2 separate regions of the Zeugodacus cucurbitae genome follow, and region 1 is linked to region 2. A link is a contact called in public Hi-C data. All regions are on one chromosome and are shown on one strand. Each heading gives the region's core, a stretch centred on a gene start, on an enhancer-like site or on the middle of the called end of the contact. The rest is flanking DNA. Distances are from core to core; before and after follow the strand shown. Region 1 holds the start of LOC105217344 (putative uncharacterized protein DDB_G0277255). Region 2 holds the start of LOC105215648 (probable serine/threonine-protein kinase DDB_G0267686).

Evidence for each region. Hi-C and Micro-C count contacts between places; a contact is called where the count stands out from the background.
Region 1: a contact with region 2 is called in a Hi-C map of whole body, with 3 times the contacts expected there. The contact joins the promoter of LOC105217344 here to the promoter of LOC105215648 in region 2. A contact is called at or near these places in 2 of 2 Hi-C or Micro-C datasets (both in whole body).

Annotation. Positions count from the first base shown.
Region 1 is chr6:3,000,140-3,007,137 of idZeuCucr1.2, forward strand. It overlaps LOC105217344 (putative uncharacterized protein DDB_G0277255), which reads right to left and starts at 1,671. Exons shown (of 5, transcript XM_054232964.1): 1 at 128-1,671. The coding sequence starts at 129. All of the region lies in intron 2 of LOC128922463 (a long non-coding RNA gene), which reads left to right.
Region 2 is chr6:2,867,021-2,873,668 of idZeuCucr1.2, forward strand. LOC105215648 (probable serine/threonine-protein kinase DDB_G0267686) reads right to left here and starts at 2,163. Exons shown (of 6, transcript XM_054234878.1): 1 at 1,547-2,163.

The sequences.
Region 1 (6,998 bases), core at 421-2,920, 130 kb after region 2:
TCAAATTTTTTTTTCAAATTTTTTTCAAATTTAATTTTTTTTCAAAACTTTTTCTTTCCTAAAAGTTTTGTAACATTTTCATAAATAATTTTTTTAAACTACAATAAAATTGAATTTTTCTACTCACATCGTATCTTTCTGGCCTCATTGTATCCCCCAAATGTATGGGTTTAATTTATAATCCAACATTGGTTATTTGTGCGACACCACAAAAATGCAACATTGGCTGTGTTTTTGTATAAATAAATTGAATTTATATACAAAACCAATTGAAATTCACTGCTTTAGTTTTGTTAATGCACTAATGTAAAAGCAGTATGCACTTTTTTCAATACTCGCTTAAGATTTCAAAAACTGTTTTGAAAAAATTCAAATTTTCAAAATTAATCACCGCAAACTTATTGCACTTTGCTTCGACACGTAACAAAAATTGTTTTTTTTTTCTTAATTTTTATTTTTAAACGTTTGCGTGCTACACTTTTGCTTTAAATTTTAGCAATGTTTCGAAAATTTTCAATATTATTTTTAACCTTTAAGCTGAAAATTTATATTTTGCTAATTTTTCGAACAAAATTTGAATGCTTTTTAGTGACTGATTTTTTGTTGCTGTGAATTACACTTTTTGTTTAAAAAATCTTCAATTTATTTTTTTTTTCAAAATTTCGCAAAACACTTTGTTTTTTCAGCGTTGTTTTTTACACTAAATTTTCACTTTTATACCGTTAAATTGCATAAATTTTCGTATTTTCAGCAATGCACTTTGATATCTAGATTTTTGCACTTTTCCAATTGAATTTTCTTTAAATCTTGACACTTTCAAAAATAACGCGTTTCACTAGTTTCACACGTTTTCATATTTTGCTTCACAAAATCGTTTAATTTTATTTTTATTTTTGTTGTTGTTTTTTTTTTAACTTTTACTCATAAATGATTTTATTTATTTTTTATTAAAATATAATTCATTGCTTTTTTCATATATATGGGTGTGTGTGTGTGTGAAATTTTTTTGAACTGAAGCGTTTCCAACGTTCTTAACCCGACGACAGTTGCCACAGAACTGAAACGTACGCTTACCAAATACAAACTAAATGCTAGATGTCTTGTTCAGTGTTGAATGAATCCGATACGATACGGATTCGTACTGAAATCGAATGCTGAAGAAAGAGGAGGAGGCTTCATAGCACACCGTCGTCGCTGCTGCCTCACTACTGCTCGCTTGCTGGCCTGACTGTGTTTGGCTGCCTGCCTGCCTGCCTGTCTCCGATGGTGCTGGCGCTGCTGCGGCTGCACTGCTGAAATCGTATCGCCTGTAATGTTATACGGCAGACGACCGAAACGACCTCAGCACCACCAACCACCAACAACAACAACAATACAACGTGAACCACCTAACGGCGCAACAACGACGACGTGTGTGCCAGCGAGCCAACGTGTTTCGTACGAACGTACTTTACGAGTACGAATTGGTCATTCTACGGAGTGCGCGCCGCACAAACACACCAACAACATCAAAAACGAAACGAAGCGTATGTGTGCCTCCACGAACCACATACGAGTATGTATGTACGAACATTCGGGGGCTATTATAATAGCATGGCTAACCCAAGTACCCGCTAAACGTATCGATGAGATACGCGCTGTCGAGCTTAGCTGTGCACAATTGAACCGAACTTAACTGATAGCCGATATGCAGTGAACGAGTGTAAGCGCTGTTAGAAGTTCGGCACCATAGCGGCGGCGTTGGCGGCTATCGCTGCGGGTAGGCGCACTCGGCGCTCGATATTCGGTGTGCTCCAAGTGTCACACATCTCGCTGTCTGTTGTCGCTTTGAGCGTGTATGCGTGCTTTGTTGCTGTTACACCTGGCGACCTTAACTGTTTACAACTTAGTTTCATTATTTGTTGAGTGGAGGCTGAGTTTTCGGCGAGTTGTTGTAACACCTCGGGGCTTTGGATCGTAAAAGCCGGTAGTTAACTCAAATTTAGGCTTGAAAATGTAGCTACGGCTTGATATTTAAGTGAAATAAATTAAGCATGTGGTTCTTCTTCTTGCAAAGATACCTTAGGGGAGCTAGGGAAAGTCAGTACAACAACTAGTATACTCGAGCTCTGCCTTTTGTTTTTGGGGTCTAATTGGATCCAAGTAGATTCAATGAAATCAATTTTTTTTTCGAATTAGATTGAGAGGATTGAAATCAAAGCGTTTAATATCGCTTTCAATATTAATTTTCAGTTATATAACATTTTTGAAATAGTTTAATGAAAGCAAGGAAAATCTTTGGAAAAATTTTCAAAATTTTTGTTGTAATAAAAGAGATAGAACATTTGTTTTCATCATAAAATATATATGTAGTAAGACAGTATGAACTATATTTACACTGCTTCTCAAACTGTACTGTTTTCCAATTAGTATTAAAACCCAGTCCCTGCAAAAAGATTTAAGCGACAAACTTACATAACAGGATACTCAAATTCTAACATAAAAATATTATATAGACTCATAAATAGCATGACTAAGTCCCTAATGAGTCTCTACTCTTCGAAAACATAAAATCAAGTGATAAACTTATATACAGATAGATCCCAAATTGTATCACAAATGAGTTGAAAATTCTTTTGAAATACAACAAAAAACTTCATTTAAACCGCTTCGTTGCTCAAAGTTAGCAGAAAATCGTTGAAATTCAACTTTCATGACGGCATTTCTCAAATTGGTTATTACATAAAGCGCACTCTATTTAATCACACAACAAACCAATTCCAACAGGTGTATCTGACATTCCTTTCGACTAAGTCATTTGCAGGCTTTTCGCAAATATTCGCCTTCGCATATTTTTCGAAATCGCACTTTGCACCACAGCGCCACACGCATACACATAACTGTATACATATAGATTAACTCTCAGTGATATCTGCCCTGTGATTGCCACCTTCAATAGCGTCAATAAGACGCCGGCAAGCTCATTGAGTAGCGCACGCTCTGTCTTTCGCACTCTTGTGGTTGGCCTCATAAAGTGATAACGCACTTTTGAGCTTAGTAACTTAGTGTTCTTCTGCTTCTTCTTCCTCTTCTGCACATTTTCGTTTGCCTCACTTTGATTTGCGCGCTGTGTTATCAAATGTTATTGCTATATGACTTAATTGTTTGGTGGTGGAGGGGAACCAAGCGCGTATGTTATATTTAGTAATTTACATGCAAATTCTTCGTATCAAGCGTATTTGTTTTGATTTTGTTCGGCTTTTTTACACGCGCAGTTTTTTTCCTATTTCATCACTTTTTTCTTCTTATTTCATTCATTTTCATGAATCACTTTCGGCGTTTAGTTTGTTGTTTTTGATGTTTATTGTGGTATCATTTTCGGGTATTGTCTTCATTTGTTCGACTTATTATCACAACATGGAAATTAACTGCTGTAGCAAGTATAGTGTAAACAGTGTTATCGCCGGTCGGAAGAGCCTTGAATATTGTGGAATTCGCTACAAATTTCTTATGGAGACTTTTGAGCCTAAGAGCTTATGTTGTTTATGTAAGGTATTCCAAACAATTTTTGTTTAGTGTTGATGGTATGAAGTTATGGTTTCGAGAATACATTGAAGCTTTTCAAGCGAGTTTTTTATTTTATAGAATTTTACATAAATCTTAAGTCGAATATACACAGAGCGAAAAATACCACATAAAATTGTTAAGATTGTCTTCATGAACAGGTTATAGGCTGAGAGGTGTACCCGACGTAAGAAATGAAAAAATATTAAAAAAATAAAATTAATAAAGAATTCCCTTTGGTTTTCCTCAGAAACTCCTCAGAAAGCGTATACGCTTATAAACCTACATAACTACATATTTATATAGGTAAATATATCTGAATGTAAGAAATCGCTTATTCCTTACCACTCAAAAAAAAACACACTCAATACCATTCATTACATAACTCAATTTTTCAGTTATCAGCTCTTTTGAAAAATTATGATATCTTGATCTCTCATTTTTCAACTTCATTTGAAAAATTCGCTGCAATACATCAAACGCATTTCTGCTATTTAACATTCTAGTCTTAACTAACAGCTGTTAACTGTTAAATTACTGTCAGCGAAATAACTGCCTCGCAACATGTTTGCTGTATACTTGTCGGACATGGAAAAGACTCACAACTGATTTGTTTGATGCTAAAATCACTCAAGCATGTTTTAAGCTGCTGAAAACTCGAAAGCATGTTAAAAAGTATGTTAACATTCATTGCAACTGTGTGACTGTTAACTTAACTATCAAAGAAACAACAGCTGTTGCTCTTAACATCTTAACTTTGCAAGAGTTCTGTTAAAATGGGGGTTGATTTTTGCATATTTAGTCATTTTTGACTCAGTAAAAGTATAAAAAACTCAAAACTCGAAGTTCTCCCTTAAACTTAAACTTTTGAATTGGCAATAGTGGTCAAATTTCATACAAATTACCTTCCGTAACTTAAGTAAGGCTCTCTAACTCGAAGTTTTTATGTGGATTATGATGATTCGAGTTAGACAAGTTCAACTGTATTTTAGAAGTGACCATTGGTAATCTATACTACTATTAAAAAGAGGAAAGATTTGTATGTATGTTTGTAATAAATAAACTCAAAAACTACTGTGTCGATTTCAAAAATTCTTTCACCATTTGAAAGCTACATACACCCCGAGTAACATATGCTATATTTATTGCTAGAATCTCAACTTTCTGGAAATAGTTAATAGGTGAGGGTATCAAAAAGACTCTGTGATGGAGAATCTTAAAATCTTAATCTGAAACTGAAAATCGTCTTGCAAGTCATTCTCTTCGCATCGCAATCGCGTGTCAGAGAGAGTCGATTAAGAAGGGTTTGCAGCTGCTTGCTGAACAAAATTTCAAAACCTCCCAAATATTAGAAATATACAAGCTCGCAGAAGGGAGTCGAACTCTGAGCGTTCCCAACGCCTTCGTAATCAGAGGGAAAGACAACGGACATCAAAAACTAGAGGTCGTATTAGAGTTTTAGCTAAATACAAGAAAAAATGAAATTTCATGTTCGAATTTTCCGCATGTAATTTTTTTTTATATGAACCCACACAAGAAACGGGAAAGTACATACATATGTATGGAAAAGTGTGTAAAAACTTATAACTTTTGAAATGTTTGTTAAAACCCGTGCGAAGCCGGAGCGGTCTGCTAGTGTAAGATAAGAGTATTATTATTTTTTTTTTAATTTTTATAAAGGAGAAAGAGAGTGTTCTGTAAAAAAAATTCAAATGCAATTCGATCATTAATTTTTCTTATGCTTAAAGAAAGGCCAACCACCTTTGTCGAGCTTTCTTTGTTGAAGATTCTTATTGCTTTGGTGAGTTGGATTTTCACATATCATTGAGCAATCTTTATTGCTTTGCTGTTCACATAACTACTTTTTAGCTTGAAATAAAGCCAAATTGATGACTCAATAAATTTTCAATGAATTTACGCGAAAATTGAGCATTTCATGGAAGCTTTAAATGAAGTAAATGCAAGTCTAAGGTTCTTATGAGAATGTATATTTTGTACTTAATTAAATGGCAAATACTTATCAGTGAGTTTAATTAAAATAAGTGGAAAAGGAAGGAAGTTTTAATTGAAGCAAAGTTATTTGTATAGCATTTCCACAAAAGTCAAATAATTAAAAAATGTTATTCTGGTCTCTGGTTGATCTCAAATTAAATACCAATTCTTAAAAACTTCTCCAACACATTTAATTTTTCAATTAAAATTTCAATACTCACCCATACTAGTTTAAGGTTAATTTTCATTACACCAACAAATATCGCTTTAATTCAACTTTATTTTCAAATGTATCAAGTTCATCGAACTCCAATCAAGTGTTGTCCTTCGGCTTGATAACAAATTGTCGTGTTGTTAGCTGCGAAGGCGATGCAATCAGGCATGTCGCATAAATTACGCTGTTAAATGTCACAGATGTCCCTGCGCCACAGCTCTCTCCACTTTCTATGCAACATTTCTCGCTAACGAATTAATAAAATGCCAATAAATGTGAGGAATTTATTAGAGAAATGCACGCATGTGTGTGCGGAGAAATGCAAGTGAGCAATGAGAACGTCAAACAACTGTCATTTGCCGGAACAACTGTTCGAACAAGGCGCTCGGCTGATAGGGTGCGATTAAGCAGAAAAGCAGAAAGATGTTAGGTTAGAAAGTATAGTATTTACAAGATGAAGATGTAGATGTATGCAAGCAGATAAAAATATACCGAATACAAAGAAATTTAGTAACTTAGTTATCCTGCCGAGTCTTTGAAATCCTTTTATTGGATTACCTATATTTTCTATATGTAACTCCTTTACATCCCACCACAGAGTCAACTAAAAATAACTCACCACCTTGGGAGGGCGTTACGCGCTTACAGCCTTTAATTCATTGTATTAAACCAACACAAGAGCTTAATAAAATCAGCAAAGTGTAAACAGCGCGACAAGATCAGACCGAAATTCATTGCGTTGCGTAAACTCGCAGACCAAAGCCGACCAATCGATTGCTGCACCGATCGCGCTGATTGCGCACCCAAGATCGCATTTTCGATCTTTAACGCTGACGACAATGAAGCCGAGACACGCATGCGCAGCACAACAACAACACAAACGCATCCAATTTGTGCTCCCCCAATTTAAGGAATCCCACCATCGGTTTATATTGTATTTTACTTTAATGCCTTGGCGTGAATTTCCTTGGAAGTGGACAACAGCACTTCACGACGCCTGCTTGCAGCCGCTGAACGCGATCAGCTAATTCCACGCCTCAGCCTTAATTTTCGTCGGTTTTGCGGTGTTTATTATTTCGTCGCTTTTTTGTTTTTGTATTTGTGTTCGGCGGCTGCGATTTCAGTTTTATTGCACACATTTTTCGACGCCCACCGGCGGCTGTTCAATGCGCGTTCGGTTCGCTCGTATTCAGCGCTTGTGGCAGGATCGATTTGGCGATCAGCGTCTCCCTTGCGCTACTGCAATCGA
Region 2 (6,648 bases), core at 913-3,412:
GGTGATTTGAATACGTTTCTGTTGCTCATTGCTCGCGCTAGCTTTGAGGGTGAAATATTTTGTTTTTTTTTTCGTTTGTTATTTAAAGCTTTCTGTTGCTTATCTAAATTGTTGCGGCAACGGCCTTTGGCATATTGGCGTATGTTTTATTTAGTTTTGTCTTTATTACACGGCTATCATAATTTATGGAAATTAAGTCTTTAAATATAGAAATGTAACTCATAACATTCGTTTACATATATAGGTAATAGTCAGCTTAATTTGATAGTTTTTTCAGCCAAATTATGTTGATATTAAGTTTTTAGGGAGGTGTATGAAAACAATCTCAGACACGGTGGACTTCCGATAACAGAAATGGATTATTTAACTCAACTAATTAAAAAGAGGCTCTCTTTGGTCTTTCATTGGGGAGGTTTTTTTAATGCGGTGGGTCCCAGCTCTGAAAGAGTTCGATGCTGTAACCACTAGGGGCAGCCGCGGAAGAGGCCGACCTCCACTCCGTTGGAAAGACCAATTGGAAAGTGACCTGGCTTCACTTGGTGTTTTCAGTTGGCGCCAAACAGCAAAAAGGAGGAATGAGTGGCGCGATTTGGTGGATTCGCTTAAAACGGTTCCTACGCCAAATATATATATAATTAAAATGAACTGATTCAAAAAATGTCGATAATTCGAGAAAAATGCAAACATTTATATTGAATAAATGAATCTCTGATACCATCAGCGCCGATACTGAGTGCATTAGAGTTTTGGACTATAAATTATGGATTCATTGGTACAATTATCAATCTAGTTGACTTCTAAGACTTAAAATATACATAAATCATAAAATCTTACGCCATAGAAAAGCGATTCGAGACGTTTTAAAACTTGTTGGACCTTTTTTTTAACAAAAAAATAATTTTATAAATTTTAGAAAATATGCTTTTGAAAAATAATTCGAAAAAAAATTTTGAAAATGTCTAAATGTTGAAAAAAGCTGAACTCAAGTCGTGGTGAAAAGGTACTCAAAACAATTTTCTATAATTAATAAAAAAAATAAAAAATAAAATTTCTGTTATCGAATTTGTAAAATTCCGTTTGTTTTTATGTAGTTAATGTGTATTGAGTTTCAATATTTTAATATTTATATTCAAGATATTCATAAAAAAACTAATAATAGAGGTTTTAAACTGTAATTTATGGTTTAGAATATTCGATCGGTCAAACCAAAAAATCACTATTTTTTGCCAAAATATATAAAAATCAAAAAAATATTTTTGTCTTCGTTGAAACTAACTCGACAACGCATTAAATGTTTATCAGTACGAACCGAATTTTCCATTTCCTTTAAATAAATATAATTTTTGTTTATTATTTATCGCTCTTCACGATTATTTCACCTTCTTCCTTGAACAAAATTTATTAATTTCTTAAAAAAATTAACTTTGCTTCTTTAGTTTTATTTCCAATTCATAAATATGGAAAACAAAAAATATTTTTAAAGCAAGTAGTAACAATAATAATAGCACATGCTAGCATTTGTACTAACTTTGTGCGGCACATTCACCTTAATAGTTTAACCACTTTACGGCGCGCTATGTAAGTATGCGCGTATGTGCTTCAGCCGACACGCTTCTTCACGACACTTCACTTCACTCCACGCTGCACTTTGCATTGCTTTTCATTATCTTTTTCCCCATCCGTTAATGGTTGTTGTTGTTCACTTTTTCTTTGCACACTTTTCTTTCGATATATTTTTCACATGCACAGACACACATCCACCACTGATGTTGTTGTTGTTGTATTTATATGTGGTTATATTTATTTTTTAATTTATTGACTTGTTTGCTTATTTGATATTTTTAATTTTTTTTTGCCGCGTCTCCGCACCGACGACACACGGCTGACGATTGACTACGGCGATTCCGGGCCCGCAATATTGAGGCGCAACGGTGGTACCGCGCTGGGCTTCTTCCACACAATCCACAATCACTGTGGCAGCCTTAATACACTAGCACTAGCACTGGCACTGGCATTTAGCACTCACTTGTACGCTAGTGCGTCGCACTACATTCAATACATTCGTTAATAATACGTTCTTCGGCGGTCTGGTTATTGGTTGGCTGGTTGGTTGATGATGGCGATGGCGTTGTGTGTTGTTGTCGCCAGCGGTGTTCCACAGCGTGTTCGGAGTGTGTGAACCCAACTAAATGCGATACGAAACTGAGGCGCAGGCAAAAAGCGCACAACGTGTAGTGTCAGTCAATCGTTGCTCTTGCCCTGGCCTGGCCTAACCACCAGCGCCCGGCTGCGCGGCAGCATGGCAGCAAGTCGACAGTGTGGATGAAGTGCGCCATGCGTTCGGCTGTGTGTGCGTGTGTGTGTGTGGTGTGTTTGGCGTGTGGAGCAACGCAGTCGCAATGCGAACCAAAGTCAAATAGTGTCGTGGCAGCGCCGCAAAGACAGTGTAAACACGAGTGGCAGCCGGCCGATTTAGTGGTCGTGATGGTGGTGGTGGAGCAGTTGCGGCTTGCGGCAGCCGCGTCGCATGCAGAAATGGTTCGACGAAGGCAATGAACAGCACAGGCTAATAACAGCGGCTGCGACGACGGCAGCAATACAAGCTACTGGAAGCACTTGCATGGAGAGACCACAGGCGAAACTTTTCGTCGTCGGCAACGTCGTCATCGTCATCGTCGGCAGTGGCGAAGTGTTAATGCGGAGTGCGACCGCTACCTTAAAAGTAGTAGCAGAAAACAGTGGTGTAATTCGGAAGTCAGCGAGTTTTAAGCTTTTCGAGAAATTTTATTTGCAAGCCTAAAAGCTTCGCTCGATAACCTTATAAATTGTGTGTCAAAATAACAGCTGTCAAACGGAGCATTTTGACTGACAGATTAAGCTTCCTAGTTGAGTCTACTATTTTGTCTCTCAAGATCCCTACGCTCCCCAAGTTTTACGGAAGGGTTTTTGTGAGATCGAAGAAATTTGGTGTCTTTATGGCGAGTTTGTAGTGTAATTAATTTCATCTGAGACATGAGAAGAACTCCAAAAGCTTCCCAGGAAACATTGGATGAGTAAATGGGTAGGTAAGTTGTTATAGTGGATGTCGGACGACGCACCTGGGCCTTCAAGAGACCCATTGTGAAACCACCGGGACTGGAATCCCCTCACACTACCATGTTCTGTCCAAACCACTCTATAGTCTTGGCAATTCAAAATGTTGTGCAACTTCTGAGACATCTTCAGTAAACCATGACCGATAGTTGCAATTATTTTCCTATACAGAGCTTTAGATTCGCTGAAGAAGTTGTACTGGAGTCTCTTCTTCCTCTCCTCTTGGCAGCTTTTACAGTAATCATTGTAAGGTATCACCAGGCAACTGGCGTATCTTCCAATCAGACAGTGACCTTTAAGTACTCCTATTCGAGTTCTTATGTCGTTCCTTTTCATTCCCTTATTCCATTTAGGTCACGTTTCTCAGACAAGAATCTTCTTCGACGATTTGTTTGAAGAAATTGCGATGAGATTCCTCTATCGACTTCACTTTTCATTTCCTGGTAGATTCTAATGATCTAGTAGACATACTTTTACGACACACTGTCTTCAGCCACAGCCACAGCCATCGGCTACGCCAATAACCACGAAGTCACAGCTCTTCGCAGCTGCGAAACTCAAACGCGCAGCGCAACATAAAAACCGCAAATGAAATGCAAATAAAAACGACACACAAAAAGCAACAACAACAAAAACAACAATGAAATTAATGCACCCACCCAACAACTAAGGCACAAGAAACCACAAAGCTTTGCGTTGCAAAGGAAAATGAAAAAAAAAAAAATAAACGAAATGGGAGTAAAGCTGTGACAAGCAATCGCCGATAGCTGGATAGTTGGAGATATTTGTGGCGATGGAGGAGGTGGAGCAGCAGTGGTGCGGTGGTGGTGGCACATACAATACAAATACTCACAACTCAAAAGGAGTAACAATGTGGCGAGCAGCGGCAGTGTTGGTGGAGCAGCAGTGTTGGACTATTTGGGTTCGTAACTCATCATTTGCAACCTGAGTGACTGAGCGTCGCAAACTGGAGCAACGCTTTTACTCGCCAACAAAAGCAAAATGAAATAACTGAAGACACTCACACACAGCCACTCAAGCAGTGTGTGGCACATATCCGGCGACTGTCCACCGGCTACATGCCGTCGCTGCCACAGAGCGGCTTAAGGCGATTTCGCGCCGCTTTTTACGATTGTCATAAGCGCGTACGGAATGTGTTGCTGCCACTGCCGTCGCGCTGCCAGCCATGTGGAGGGCTTTGTCAAGGAGAGCGAAAATGTTGCAAGCCGAAAAAAGTGGCCACTATTTGCCTTTACTTATGAGTATATTTGTACATTGTTATTATGTTGCTTTGAGGCCGGTGTGTGTTGCGTTGCTCTCCATGCATAAATTAAATGAATTGAGCCACTGAAAGGAAAAATGGCAAAATCAAAGCAACAAAGGCAGGCTGACTTTGCATAGGCAGCAGCAGCCGCGTGCGTCCACAGCCAAACCGGCAGCCGCCAACTGCCCACATACGAGTATACTACGTCTAACCACCGACCAACCAACCAGCTGCACAGCTACAACAGCCACCAGCCGTCTTGGCCGCTAGGTTAGTGCAGGTTTTTCGGCATACGATGGTCGTGTGGCATGCGGCATGTGGCATGCCTTGTACTATAAATATTTTTTGCAACAAATATGCATGTAAATATGAAAACATATTGTTGTTGTTGTTTTTTGCGTGGCATGTTGCATGCCTCACCGGTAAACGTTTGCAGGTATTGTAGACGAGTTTTCTTTGGGCCGTCGTCGCATTGTTCCCTTACCAACTACATAAATGGTAGCTAACTGGTTGAGCGTTTCACTAGCTAGCACTGGCAAATGCCCTCGAGGGGTTGCTGTTTGCAAATTGAGTCATTTCTGCTTGTGTGTGGCCCATTGTGTGGCAGTGGAATTGGTTATGTTAGACCGTGGCAATATGAGGATGTTACCGCACATACTCGTATGCGTCTTTCGTTACATCTTGTTTGCTTACATTAGCTGTCCCACTCCTTCTGTAGTTAGAGACGCGGTCGGAGTGGTGGTGCTAATGGTGGCGAAAATCATAAGTGGCTGCAGAAATTATGATATCAGCTACGGCAGTGGCATTTTATAACTGCTGATGATGAAATTAAATGCTGTTCGGAGGTTCAAATATGCCATGAGGGGTATATGTGGATAGTGAATTATTGACAGGATGACTCTAGTGGTCATTGAGTGAATTTATAATTTTTTTAATTTATCTTGTATCTGTAAGACCTCTACTATTTATAGTTTAGGAACTAGTGAGCTAATACTTTTTCTACCTAGTGCGAGTATTTTGGCTAATAAGTAATCCTCACACTGACCAGAATATCATTATGTTGTTAAAATTTAAATTATAATATTATAATCTTCGATTTAAATAAATAAAATTATAGTAAAATCAAACTCCTAAATGTAGGCAACTTTATATATTAAACATTTTTCATATAACGTGGCCTACATTTTGGATGACACCACATTAATTTGGATAGCCTAATAAACGTATGATTGAATTTTAAACACAAATAAAAAAATTTAAAGCCAAAAACTAATCGAAACAGTACCTTTTAATTCAAGGGATCACCACGGTAAATATATTAGGAAGATAAAAGTTTCCATATTTTTTCACCCAAATAAATTAGTCCACTTTTTCTTAGGTGAAGAATATCCCTTTTTCTTGATTATATACTGTCAAGCTAGTTTTAGCACTATAATTCTGAAAATAAAATTAAAACCCTAATCTTTAGTAATCCAAAATCAACAATTTTATATAATCTCAAATCAACACCCGCACATCACTAGAAAATCGAGTGAATTCGTCTAAACAATTGATTTTCCCAACTTTCCACTTTCACTCAGCTATCCTCTGCCAAAGTCGCTCAACATTCACTACAACATTAAGGGTTGTTTTCAGCGCTGCTGCATACGCTGCCAACGTCGCTGTCACCACCAATACGAAATGCTCTCCACGACATAAATCTCTTGTACGCAATAAAATCTCTCGCATGCGATTAAACTAACAGCTGCTGTTGCATAACATCTCTCCGCCACAACTATGTAAAGAGATATGCATATTGCATGCACTAACAGTTGCAACATGCTGCGGCAACATGTGCGTGCATAATAATTTAGTTTGAGCGTTTTTCATGTGGAAATGACGCTCAAACTTTCACTTTGCCTCAAATTGCATGTTAATTGAGTGTTAAAATTGTGTTTGTTGCCTTGCATTTGTATGCAACATGCAGCGGAAAATGTTGCAACTTCGCTTGCATATGTTTTGGGAAAAACTGTTTAACATTCACACAGTGCTATTCAAACTTTTTGTGTGTAATAAATTCTAATTGGAACAGGTCTTATCAGATTCAGTAACTGGCATTAATTGTGTTTCATTAATTAATTATACATTATATTTGATTTTATATTTGGTGTTTTGCCTGTGAATTCAATATTTCAGAATTAATTGGTTGAATTTATATTTGTATTCCATTGTTAATACTTTTTAATTATTTAGTCTGAAAATTTCATTAATTGAGCCTTTAATTGTAACTAAATTAAGTGTGTGAAAGCCTA